Regions from separate parts of the Sus scrofa genome. Here region 1 is linked to region 2. The links are chromatin contacts, called in public HiChIP or PLAC-seq maps. All regions are on one chromosome and are shown on one strand. The core of a region is the stretch at or near the end of the contact, and the rest is flanking DNA. Distances in the headings are between cores, read along the strand shown.

What was found. HiChIP or PLAC-seq counts read pairs in DNA pulled down with a chosen protein or histone mark.
Region 1: a contact with region 2 is called in an H3K27ac HiChIP or PLAC-seq map of skeletal muscle. The contact joins two enhancer-like sites. A contact is called at or near these places in 2 of 2 datasets of contacts at active chromatin or transcription factors (alveolar macrophages and skeletal muscle).

The regions. Positions count from the first base shown.
Region 1 is chr14:28,756,414-28,762,771 of Sscrofa11.1, forward strand. The region is part of intron 18 of NCOR2 (nuclear receptor corepressor 2); the gene reads left to right. Among named protein-coding and RNA genes, the nearest start is that of RFLNA, 82 kb to the right of the region's middle. Within about 2 kb of position 3,443, at least 63 of the 83 cell types and tissues checked have an H3K27ac peak or open chromatin away from gene starts, as enhancers often do. A contact at or near this core is called in alveolar macrophages and skeletal muscle, where this site is marked.
Region 2 is chr14:28,505,456-28,511,587 of Sscrofa11.1, forward strand. No RefSeq gene overlaps it. Among named protein-coding and RNA genes, the nearest start is that of NCOR2, 130 kb to the right of the region's middle. Within about 2 kb of position 3,781, at least 32 of the 83 cell types and tissues checked have an H3K27ac peak or open chromatin away from gene starts, as enhancers often do. A contact at or near this core is called in alveolar macrophages and skeletal muscle, where this site is marked.

The sequences.
Region 1 (6,358 bases), core at 2,193-4,692, 250 kb after region 2:
GCAGCCAAAAAAAAAAAAAAAAAAAAAAAATGCACACATGGGCGTTCACATTGGTGCTTCCTTAGGGAAAGAGACACATGGCAGGTTACACAGTCCTGATGATGCCTTGTTGTTACGTGGCGAGTGCTTGCTGGTTCCAGCATTTTGCATGAATGATCTTACCTAATCCTCCCAAGGGACCCTTGAGGCGAGTCCTCCGAATTTGCAAACACACACACACCTTCTGCTTTGCAGATGAGAAAACAGAGACCCAGGGGGCTGAGTGGAGAGCTGGGGCTTGCACAGCAAATAATGCAGAGCCAATTGGCCCAAGGAACAAACCAGTTGGCTATGCTCTCTGGGAAAACTTGCATGGAACGCATAACGCTATATTTTCCCAAAGTGGTAGGGTGTCAGGTCACACACAGGTGATTTTTTTCCCATCTTAATGGGTGTGTATTTGATCGTGTACTGGGAGATCTCATTGTTCCTACAATTTGCAGATAGAAAAGCTGAAGCTGAGGCTAGTCTAGGCACTGAGGCTTCTTTTGCAAAGAGTAGACGGAAAGCAAAGGCAGGTAAGTCCAAGTTCAGCTGTGAATTTGTCTAGCCGCATCCCCTCGGGAACTGGCAGGACCTTGGGAAGCTCAGGTACACAGTGGATCCTGGCAGGGTTGCCAGCCAGGGGCTGAGTTCATGTCAGACCAGCCCAGGGCTTGGAGTTTCCAAAATAAGGAAGTGGTATGACTCAGGATTGAGTCTGCTGGATTTTTCTCCCTTCTCCTTTGATAGTGTTTTAGGCAGAAAATCTTGTTTTGCAAACTGGAGTTTCTCTTGGAAAATGGCAGTTGATGGGAGGGGCATGAAAATGCCCCTCCTGCTGGCAGCCTGTGCTTATTCATGGAGGGAACAGAAAACTTCAGGGTTGGACGGGGCTGGCTGGGGTGGTGGGGAGCCAGTGTTTCTTGGAGGGGGGCGCAGATGCTGGTTTCTAGAGGGAGCAGCTGGTTTCCAGAGGATGCAGATAGATGGCTCTGTGGTGCCCGCAGGTGCTGAAAAGACTTCTCCTCCCTCCAGGTTATCAGCACTCGACCATGGTGGGGTGCATGTGGGCAGGTTTTCAGACCCCAGTGCGAGAGCTGCCTGCATGAGGGACCCTGAGAGGGTGGTAGCAGCTTACGGAGGGATGTGACAAGGATGAGGCCTTTCTGGGGGCCAGTGTATTAGAGCTGAGAGGGGCTGAGTCATCCGAGAGAACGGTCTGTCCCAGACCTCCAGACAGTGCACAGGAAGCTCCCTGCCGAGGTGACCAGAGCAGTCAGCGTGGCCAGGCTGAGCCCCCAAAACCACCACCCAGAGAAGCCCTCTCACCGCTACCTCTGTGGCCACCCACCTCCCCCAACACACACACACTCTTTCGCCTCATTCCACACTCCAAGTCCATGACTCACACCTCCTGGCTTGACTTCCTGTCTTGGTCAATTTCACTTCCTAGTTCCTGCCTCCTGACACTTCAGAACGAAACTCCTTCCTTAGAAATTAGAAGTGGGGTCAGGGAATCCGGACCACAGGGAGTATAAGCAGAATGTGCTGTCTGGGGCGCCAGCATAGCATGTGCATGGGCGTGCCCCTGGTGTGCCAGGGGGCACGCCCTCCTCCTGTCTCTTCTTTCGGGGGGCGGGGGTGTCCCAGGACCCCCTGCAGGCATAAACGCTCACCCTCCTCCTCTCTTTGGGAGCTGCAGAGGGGCAGCAGAGATGCCTGGGGGACATGCCCAGTGGACCCCCAGGCCTGGATGCCCAGGGTGTCTGGAGCTCTGTTCATTTGCCAAGTGCCTCCTGCACACCTAGCAGTTTTGGGTGCAGAGACACAGCTGTCAATGAGCAGTGGAGACAAGAAGCTGATTTCAGCTGCCAGTAAGACCCCCTGACGGCAGGGTGTCTTGGGAGGATGGCTTTGGAGAGAATGGTTGGTCAAGGAAGGCTGCTGTGGGGAGTCACTTGAAGCTGAGAACTAAAGACCTGTGAAAAAGCGGCCAGGCAGGCCAAGTGTCGATGGCTGGGCAGAAGAGGTTCTGGTGGCTGGAGTGAGTGAGCAAGAGGAGAAGGAGGGAGCAGGCTCGAAGCGGGCAGGACTGGCCCTCATGCACCGTGAGGAGGTCTTTGGATGTTATTTGCAGAGCTTTGGGTCATCATTGTAAGATCTGAGCAGAGGAGTGACATGATGGGATGGGTATCCTTAAAAGCTCACCTGGCCTCCCTTGAGGAGAACGGATCGTGGGCAGCACGTCCCAGGTCCCCCACACGGTTGGAATGTGTGGCCCTCCCCTGGTGGTATGCCCGGAACCCAGGATGAGGGCTGGGGGTAGGATGTGCGACGGGGAGGGGGCGAGCGGGAACAGGAGTGCTTCAGAGACCTGTGGCCTATTGTTCCTTGGGTTTTGTGAGCAGGATGGAAAGGCTGAGGGCCAAAGGGACAAGCAGGTCAATGACCCCAGAGTTGGAGAAATCGGTCGTGACCTGGATCTCGATCCAAAGTTCAACCCAGTTAACTTTCAACCTCCTGGGAGCTGCCTGGGGCGTCCATAGCAGGTGTTTGTATGGGACGCAGGCTGACCTGGCTGTCACGGGTGTCTCAGTGAGGAAGGAAAGAGGACGCCCTAGAGAGCCAGCCCTCTAGCAACTCCAAACCCTCCTCCCACCCTCAGTGATTGGAGGTCTCATTTGCACTTAGAAGAGGCTCCTCAAATAGAGTCCCCCATCTCGAGGGCCTGGTCACCTTGGCAGCATCAGGCCGGGTTGGGGGCAGACCACAGGTGGAACCAGCACTGGGGAATGACAGCGGAAGAAGCTGTTTGCTCCTGTCTGCTGGGGTGGAGAAGCTCTGTTTTTCTGAACCCTCATCTGTTCTTACCGCTGCTGACGCCGCCACCGCCACGGATGGGGAGAGAGGGAGGGGGGGAGAGCCTGTGCCAATTTGGCCCGCCCCTTCTGAACCTGGGCTTCTGCCACACTCCCCCGCCCCGCCTGCTCCTGCGAGCCTCCGTCTGGAGGTCACATTCAGCCCTGACGCGCCTCGCTGGGTCAGGCAGCAGGAAGATCAGCCGATCCCAGGCTCTCTGTGAGGCTGCCCAGGCACTGCTACCTGACAGGCTGGGGTCTTTGGACTCTGTCCTCAGAGTAGGGAGGTGTCAGGGGTCTGGGGACTGAGCACCGGTATTGGGCACATTGGTGCCCTAAGGAGGCGAGGACGCTGTGCTTCCTGGTGACGCCTGGCACAGGGCACCGAGCACACAGCCGACAGCTTCTCGCCACCCGCCCCCATCGGCGAAGGGCACCTCGCACGCCTGCAGCTGCGGGGGGCACGGCTCAGGGGTGGCAGCGCCGGAGGAGCCCTGGGCCACCACGGCGCGCAGCACGGAGCTGCTTCCCCGCCCTTCCCGGAGCCAGCCTCCGCCTGCCGCCCTCCCACCGCCCGGCCCCTCCCTCTTCCCCCCTCCCTCGCGCGTTGGACGAGAAGGATGTGAGGCAGAGCTGAGCCGCCAGCAGACGCCAGCCAGAAGCCTTGCGGAGCCGGCACCACGGCCGCCCAGCCTCCCGCCTCCCAGCCCGCTGCTCCCAGCTCCGATCCCTGGAGCATCCTCCAAGCCGTATGTTTCCGGAAAACTTGGCCGAGGGGGAGACGCAGATGAGAGGATGTGAGTGAGTGGCTCCGGGGAGGGGATGAGGGGGGTGCTTTGTGCCACGGTGACAGGGACCCCCCCCAGGGCCGGCGACTTGGGAGTTCTAACCCGTGAGATCTCACCGTCTTTCTCTTGGCGCCCCTTCCCCTGCCTCTGGCTGTGGGGCTGGGTCTTTTCAGGAAGGAGGGAAGTGCTTGGGTCTGTGTTTGGGGCAGGCAGGTCTTGGGGGTCTTGGCTGGCACATGCTTAGAGGTGCTCTCTCCAGGTAGACAGGGTGGGGGGGGCTTTCAGCTGCGTCTAGTCCCGGTGGTCTCCAAGGCTTGGTGGGACCTATAGAGCACCACCCTGAGCCCGGCATCCTCAGTCTGGGGTTCCCAGAACCAGAACCAGAAGGAAAACTCTCCACCCCCATCGCAGGGACCCTGGCCAGTAATATTAGGACACTCACCCTAGTCCTTCACACAGCAGTTAAAGAAACTGAGGCCCCAGAGCAGAGGGGGTGGTGGAGACCCCACAGCAGTTCTGGCCAAGGCTTCTGGACCACTCAGTCCAGTGTTCCTTCACCAGTAGTTTCGGGGGAGAGCTGGGTGACCCCCCCTGCCAAGCTCCTGCTCCAGGAGTGAGGTTAATTAGGACCCTAAACCCCCCCCCCCCGCCCGAAGCCAACTCTAAGCCGCTTCTTTATTTATGTGTTGAGTTGTAAATGTCAACCTGTGGGGGGGGTCCTGCCACCCCCTGGGCCCTCGTTCCCCTCACCCCACACCCCCCAGCAGGCCCAGATGGGAGACCCGCCCTCTCCCTACCGGGGTTCCGGCCGACGTGTTTGCCTGGGTTCTCTTGGCCCCGGCTGGGGAAATATAAATAAACGCGTCCCCGTCGTCCTCCGCCAGGTTCTGTGGAAGTGGCAGCTGCTGCTGGCGCGGGCAGAAGGAAAGGTCAGGGGGCTGGGTTACACTTGATCCCACGCCCCGGCCCTCCCCTCTGTGCCTGTCCTTGAGGAACCCTGAGGAGCTGCCGAGGAGCCACGTGGCCCCATGGCCTTCACGGGGGAGCAGGTGGCCTGTCAGTCCAGCACCACCCCCACCCCGCTGGGTCCAGAGGCGGGAGAGCAGAAAACTTGGGTTCTGATGTCCACTTGGGCCCCTGGCCCATCCTACAAGCTTGAGAGTTGCTGTGATCCCTTGAGCCTTGGTTTCCCCCGTCCTAGGGATGGGAAAACAGCCATGGCCTGGACAGCAAGGATGAGAGGGAACCTGATCTTTAAAAGGCTTTGCAAACTCCAGGTTGCTTAGCCATGTGACGTGGTGGTTTGTTGATGTTGTTTTTGCTGCTGTTTTATGACTATTAGAGCCTTGTACATAGCAAGCCGTCGGCACGTTTGAATGGACGGATGGGTGGGTGGATAGGTGGGTGGATGGATAGGTGGGTGGATGGATGAATGAATGGAAACCAGAAAATACCAACACACAGACTGTCAGCCCCTCAGGCTCCCGCACCCCTGCAAAACATCAGTCGTAACCCTCCCTGCTTGCAGCTTGATTTGATTCAAGGCAAACAGCTTCAAACTTCGTTATGGGAAATCTTTCTGTCGTCCTTACAAGTCTAGCTCTGGGGCTCAGAGGCCGCTGTGTTCCCAGCAATGTGACTCAGGCTTCGTGCCTGCTGCCCTCTGGGGGCCCAGGCCTGCCCCACAGCCCCTGGGAGGCGTGAGCCTCCTGTCCGTCCCTCCAGCGGCCGTCAGGAAGGGGCAGGCCCTACCTGCTCAGGCTGACCTGGCTGCACAAAGGCACGCAGCGGGAGATGCAAGGTGTAAATATGTAGAGGCGCCAGCCTGTGCAAGGCGTGTCTGCGTATAAGCTTTGTGGGCAGAGGGGCTGACTCTGGGCTGCTTCCGGTGCATGTGGGGGGTGCCTTTGTGCTGAGCCTGGGATTTATGGCATTGAAAATGGGAGAGAGGTTGGAGGTGCAGCTCTGACTTGAGTTTGTGGGAATGGAGGGAACTTTCTCTGACTTAGGAGGGTTTGGGATGGGGTCTGCCAATTTCTGGGTGTGTGGGGGGGGTCTTTCCACATAAGGATTCTTCGAGGCTGTGAAAGAAGCTTGTGGAGATGGGGGGGCAGGGGCTGTGGTTTGGTGGAGGGGGCAAGTCCATTCCCAGCCCCTGAATCTGCCTGGAGGCCAGGGTGGGCCTTTAGGTTTTGGCAGGGAACTTTGGGCCCTGAGGGTGCCCCGTTAACCTGGGGGCAGCATCTCCTGGCCCAGCTCACCCGCTCCTGGCCTGGACTCCACCCTCCCACCCCTGCTCACACGTTCCTTCCTTTCCCTGGCCCGGTGCGGCCGGAAAACAGTTCCGTCTCCCGAGGCCTCGTCTGCAGCTGTGAGTGAGTGTCAGTGCTGGGTCACGACAGCCAGGGGAGGAGGAGAAGTGGGGCCCCGGGCGGGGTCTGTGCCCCAGACCTCAGGCCTCAGTCCCCGGGACCCTTGACAGTGGCCTCGGCAGGGGTGCACCCAAGGCTGCACCCTCCTGCCCCTCGGGTTCCAGGAGCCTAGGCCTTTCCCATGCAGCCTGGGGAGGCCAGGCCGCCGCACTCTTCCGGTGCCTCTTGATGCCACCCCCCTCCCCCCAGTTTGTCTTTTTGGAGCCTTGGACCTCTGCAGGGAGCCTGAGGCCTGGGATCAGGGCTGCTTTCTGCCCAG
Region 2 (6,132 bases), core at 2,531-5,030:
GTCAAGGTCACACTGCTCTTCAGGGAGAGGCCAAGATTTGCACCCAGGCAACCTGGTTCCAGAATCTGTGTTCTAATCACTGCACCTTTCTGCCTCTTCCTCTGAATGGGATAAATGTCAAGAGAGTTTCCAGGGAGAGATAAGGCAGCATAACTGGGGGGCTTGACTTCATCGAGGGACATAAAGGCGCTTCCCAGAACAGGGATGTTTAAGTAAGACCTTATGGGTGAGTAGAAGTGAGGCCAAGTGAAGTGGGAGGTAGGTCACAAGGGAGAAAGAACAGCAGGTACAAAGGCCCTGAGGCAGGCGCTCACCTAAGAAACAGAAAGAAGGTTGATGTGGCTGGAGCTCAACGAGGACCTAAGAGCGGATGGGACCAAGGGCATCTTGGGGACCTCTGTGGGGACCCCTCACCCAGAGACCCATAGACTTTCAGTACTGGAGTGCCACAGTTGGACCCAAGCCCTAGGGAGGGTGGGAGAAAAGTGGGGAAATGCCAGATTCCCCAAAGTCTATGTCCATATAACATAGCTCAAAACAGAAATTCAGTTGAATTCTAGAAGACTCTAGAAATTTCTGTTTCTCACCCATCTGAGCCTGCAGCAGTAACTGGAAGAGTGATGATGAGGAGGGGATCTGGATGCTTTGCCTGTCTGGGAAATGAAGGCCAGACAGTGGCCTGGGAGGGTTAGCCAAATCTTGGGGAAGCCTAGCAGCTGGGAGATGGCCATGCCCACTGGGGGTCAGGAGCTGAGGCTGGGCTGTGGAATGTCTCAGATTCCTAGACTCTCAGAGCTGGAACTGCTTTTTGCTCCTCTGGGCTAGGGTGAGGCAGAAGCCTGGAATGACCTTGGCATCTGTGTGGACCCCTCAAGTCCTCACACCCTGTATTTGCTCTATGAGTTAATCCTGTCAGCGATACTTGAAAAACCCACTGAGACTGAGACCACACTTCTCCCCATGCCCACTGCCCTTACCCAGATTTCGGCCACCACCATCACTTGCTTGGACTGGTGTAGTAGCCTCCTCACAGGCCTGCCAGCTTCTGTCCTGGTCCCTATAGCAGTCAGAGATCTCCTACTAAGGAACCTTTACTTCATCCTCCAAGGCTCTACACAATCTGCCCTCATGTCCTTCATTATGTCTCTGATGAACTAACCTCCTCCTATTCTCCCCCTCCTTCATCCTCTCTGGTCTCCCTGGCTGCCTGGTTGTATTCTGAATACACTAAACATATGCCTGCCCGAGGGCCTTTGCACCGACGATTCTTCTTTCCTGGAGTACCTTTCCCCCATATTCTTCCCACTCGGTCACTGGCCATGTCAATGCTTTACTTCCTTACCTACTTTTCACTCCAATGGCACCTTTTCTTGGACATCTTTTGTTTTTATTTAAAATTATACCCAACCATGGAGTTTCCTTTGTGGCTCAGTGGTTTACAAGCCCGACTAAGATCCATGAGGATGCAGGTTTGATCCCTGGCCTTGCTCAGTGGGCTGAGGATCCGGCATTGCCGTGAGCTGTGGTGTAGGTGGCACACGTGGCTCGGATCCTGTATTGCTGTGGCTCTGGCATAGGCTGGCGGCTGCAGCTCTGATTCAACCCCTAGCCTGGGAATCTCCATATGCCGCGGGAGCAGCCCAAGAAATAGCAAAAAGACAAAAATAAATAAATAAATAAATAATAAAAATAAAAATAAAATTATACCCAACCCTCATGCTCCCTCACATCTTCCCTGCTTCATTATTTTCTTTCATAGCATTTATCATGCACATGCCTTACATTTCCCTTATTTATTTTATTTATTGTCTACTATGGAGAGTGGAAGTGCCCTGAAGGCAAGGATTTTTTTTTCCTTTTTCAGACTGCACCTGCTGCATATGTAAGTTCCCAGGCCAGGGGTTGAATCAGAGCTGTATCAGCTGGCCTATGCCATAGCCACAGCAACGAGCCGTATCTGTGAACTATGCCACAGCTTCCAGCAACACCGGATCCTTAACCCCCTGACTGAGGCCAGGGATTGAACTCCAAGGAAAGGATTTTTTGTTTGTTTGTTTCATTTGTGGTTATATATCCAGGGCTGAGTTCAGTGCCTGGCACCAAATAGATGGGGAGTGAATATTTACTGAATGAATAAAGAGAGGAGGTCCCACTGCAAGGCCGGATGACAAAGGCAGCCACAACCTGTGAATGCTTCTACAGCCCATGCCCTGCCTCTATAGCTCACCTTCTGGGGGGAGGGGCCACTACACAGCAGGGGCTTGCATAGGCTCTGCTAGGTGCCATTGTCTATGTGCCTTGCAGAGTCTCTTGGCATTGACATGGCCAGTGACTGAGTGGGAGGCACTCAGATGACGTCCCCCTCCAACTCTGCAGTGGGCATGCTTGCTTTGGCTTCCCCAGCATCCTTTCCTCCTCATTCTGGCTTTTGCATCTCCGTTTTCCTTTGGGGACCATCTCTCTCCCAATTTCAGCCCATGAGAAGAAGAAGTTCCACACCGCAGGCCCTAAGGCTGGCCAGTCTCTAGAGGGCATTCCCTTGACCACAGTGATTGGCTCAGGGATGGCCATCTGACCTGAAATGGCCCAATGAGAGTCAGCTCTTGAAATTGCTGGAGCAGGGAACGTTTTGTCTATGTGGAATATGCTGAGCTGCTGAGCACCTGTGTGTAGGCTTGTCCAGGTCCTACATCATCCTGAAGTTTCAGTTCTAAGTTGCTTCATCCAAGAAGCCCTCCCTGGCCTAAAGTCCCTGACTTTTCCTGTCTCCCTATTTTATCTCTTTCTAGTCCTTATCATTTTTGAGCTTACTCCTTTGGGAATTAATGTCTGCCTGCTTTCACAAGCCTAGATACTGTGAACACAGGGAGTTTGTTGGTCTTGCCCTCTGCTGTGCGTTGTGTCCCCAGCAAGTGCACAGAGGGTGCTTGGTAAATTTTTAGGGACTGACTGTGAGGCCTCAGGCTAGTCACTTACTTTCTCAGGGGCCGTCTTCTTTTTCTTACTTGTAATTTGGCATCTTCATTCACGCCTGGCATCATGGAATCCAGTAAAATGAAGAGGACTCTGGGAGTTCCCCCTATGGTGCAGTGGGTTAAGGCTCTGGCATTGCCACAGATGAGGTGTAGGTCACAGTTGTGACTTCGAGTCAGTCCTTGGCCTGGGAACGTCCATAAGCCATGGGTGCAGCCAAAAGAGGGGGAAAAAAAAAAAGAGATGAATCTATAAGCCCTGGAATTACATTGCAATCATATTAAAATATAAGAGCTGCTCATTGGGTGGTGGGCTGGTCTTCCACCCTCCCAACAAATCCCCTACTTCCTTCCATCCCTAAATCCAACTCCAAAAAAGGAATTCTGCCTGCCACCCAGACTTCAATCCAGGAGGACTTCCTGGAGAAGGGCCATTCTCTTCCCAGCTTTATCAGCCTTTTGAACTCCAGCGCCAACTCCATCCTTTCAAAGTCTCCCGCTCCCCTGTTCCCTTCCCAAAGCCCTGCCGCTTCCCTTCTGTAAGCCCTCACCGTTGTCACTGCCCATCGCCCCACCCCCACCTCTCCAACCCAGAACATTTTCTTCAAGAATGTAAGCGGTCAAGGGCATGGCCTCCTCCCCCAGCATCCCCGCCCCTAGCCCGGGGAATTAGACTCTGGGCCATGCCATCTGTCTGAAAACAATTAGCAATAAACGCCAGCACACTGGGGCTCCGGGTCACCAGGGGATGAAGTGGTGGGGGTTATAAATCCAGAAGGTTCCCAGCTGAATCAGCCTTCCTGTCTGCAGGCCAAGAAAAATCCTCCCAGGCGCCCGGGGGAGAGAGAGGTTCCCAGGCGCCTCTTGCGGGATGGAGAAGAGGATCTACTGGAGCCTCACAAAGCCCGGGCCTCAGCTGGGGAGGCGGATGGGGGACCATCTGGCGGAGTGCGGGCCGTGTCCGGGCCAGACGGAGAAGCAGCCTTATTTGCTGTGTATTGTGTGTTCCTTTCTCAAAACACTCCACGCATATGCTTCAAGCGCATGGATCACAGCCAGCTGGGACCAGGGGTGGGTAGGTGGGGGTACTTCCAAAGAGAGGGGTGAGGGGTGTGGGCCCGTCCACAGGATGGGGACAGCTCCTAGCCCCCTCACCCAGGTTCCTATTCCCCACCCTCACCCCCCCACTTGGCCTAAGTTTCGCCTATCAAGCTCTCCAGCCTTGCTCAAATGTCACTTCCCCTTACAGAGGGAGGGGAGCCCTCTTTGCCAAACTTGACTGCGTTTATCTACATAAGGTCTAGCTCACCAAGCTGTTTTTTAATTTTGGTAATTTGAATAAGTCGCTAGCATATTAAAAAAAAAGAAAAAAAAAAAAAAAAAAAAAAAAAAACCAGGAGGGTCTCCATCAAAATCTGGATGTGCAGCTTTTTTTGAAAAATCGAAAAATCTGGCGAGCCTTTGCCATCAAGCATAGCCACGATCAGCCCAGGCTGGGGCAGGAAAGGAGTGGCCGCCCCTTAAGCCTGGCATGACTTTTCTGTTCCAATCCTTTGCTCATTCAATAGCATCGGAACCTGTCATTGTGCTTGCTTCTTCATATGGCCCAGACGTTAAAACCTAAAGCAGTGCATAGGTAATATAAGTCATGTGGTAATAGGTAATAAAAAATGGGAAAGGGGGTGGAGAGGGATAGGGGTGGGATGAGTGCTGCTACTCTTTCACACCAGGGAAGGCAGACGCATTAGGCGTGAATGAGATGAAGTTCCCCTACTGTGGAGGAAAGGCATGCCTGCTAGAAGGAACAGCAAGTGCAAAGGCCCTGAGGCGGAAGCTCTTCAGTGTACACAAGGAACTTCGAAAAGGCCACTGTGGCTAGAGGGGAGTGTGGAGGGGGGTGGCCATGCCTCCTTTGGAGCAGGTAATCTCAGTAGGCCTGGGTTTGGGGTACCCCATGTAGGGCTCTATTCTGCTTTAGATGGTGGGAAATCCAGCCAGTGAGCCCTGGGGTTTTGACTCTGAATCTCAGCCTCTTCTGGACCAGCTTGGGTGGTCCTGGTGGCAGGGGTGGGGGTATGTGGCTTCCCCAGGGGCAGCACGCACCAGTGGTTAAGTCTCCAGCCTCCCAGGTTCAAGTCTCCTCCATCCCCGCCCCCACCCCCTCAACCTCAGGCAGGGGACTTCCTCTCTCAGAGCACCTCCCTCCTCCTGCCCCGTTTCCCCATCTGTGAAATAGAGCAACTAGAACCCACCTCAGGGGATTGCTGTGCTAGTCAATGAATATCTGTGTATGTGTCTATGTAAAAATATCTATGCAAAATGTCTAGACAGATGCTTGGCACATAAAAAGTGCTATGTAACCGTTAGCCATTTTAATTTAAGGAGCAAAGTTAGACCATAGTTTAGGGAGCAGTTCTCAAGCTTTTTGGCCTCCAGACCCTGTGATACTTAAAAATTATCAAGGACCCCAGCTAAAGAGCTTTTGTTTATAAGAGTTCTATTGCTCAGTATTTATGATATTAGAGATTGAAACTGATAAAAAATTTTAAATGTGCATTTCTTAATTCCTTTAAAAAGAAAGATAACACACACACACATGTTAATGTCAATGACATGTTTTTATGACAAATTATGATTTTGTCCCAAACCAAAAAAAAAAAAAAACAATGACAAGAATGGCCTTGTTGGAGTTCTCTTGTGGCGCAGCGGGTTAAAGTTCTGGAATTGTCACTGCAGTGGCTGGAGTTGCTATTGTGGCAAGTGTTCATCCCTGGTCAGGGAACTTCCACCTGCTGCAAACGTAGCTTTTAAAAAAAGAGAGTGGCCTTATTTTACATTTGTGTGCATATCTCCTTCGTGTCCGGGGCTTTAGAAGGGAGTGCCACCACCAGCCTGCAGAGGTTTGTCTTCTTGGTGGAAGGCAGTGAGGGAAAGCCAGCCCACTGACAAGGGGCTGGAGATGGAGGACCTGTGGATCACCCCAAAGTGTCTCAGAGCCCCAGGGGTCCTTAAGCCATACTTCAAGAATGGCTGGTCTTGGGGGGCTGGTGGTCAGGGTGACAGCTGGGCTTGTGGCTTTGTCCCTTCCATGTGTGGGGGTGGGGACAGGGCTCCAGGAGAGAAGTGTCTGGATTCAGCTTGCTCAGAAGTGCGGGCAAGA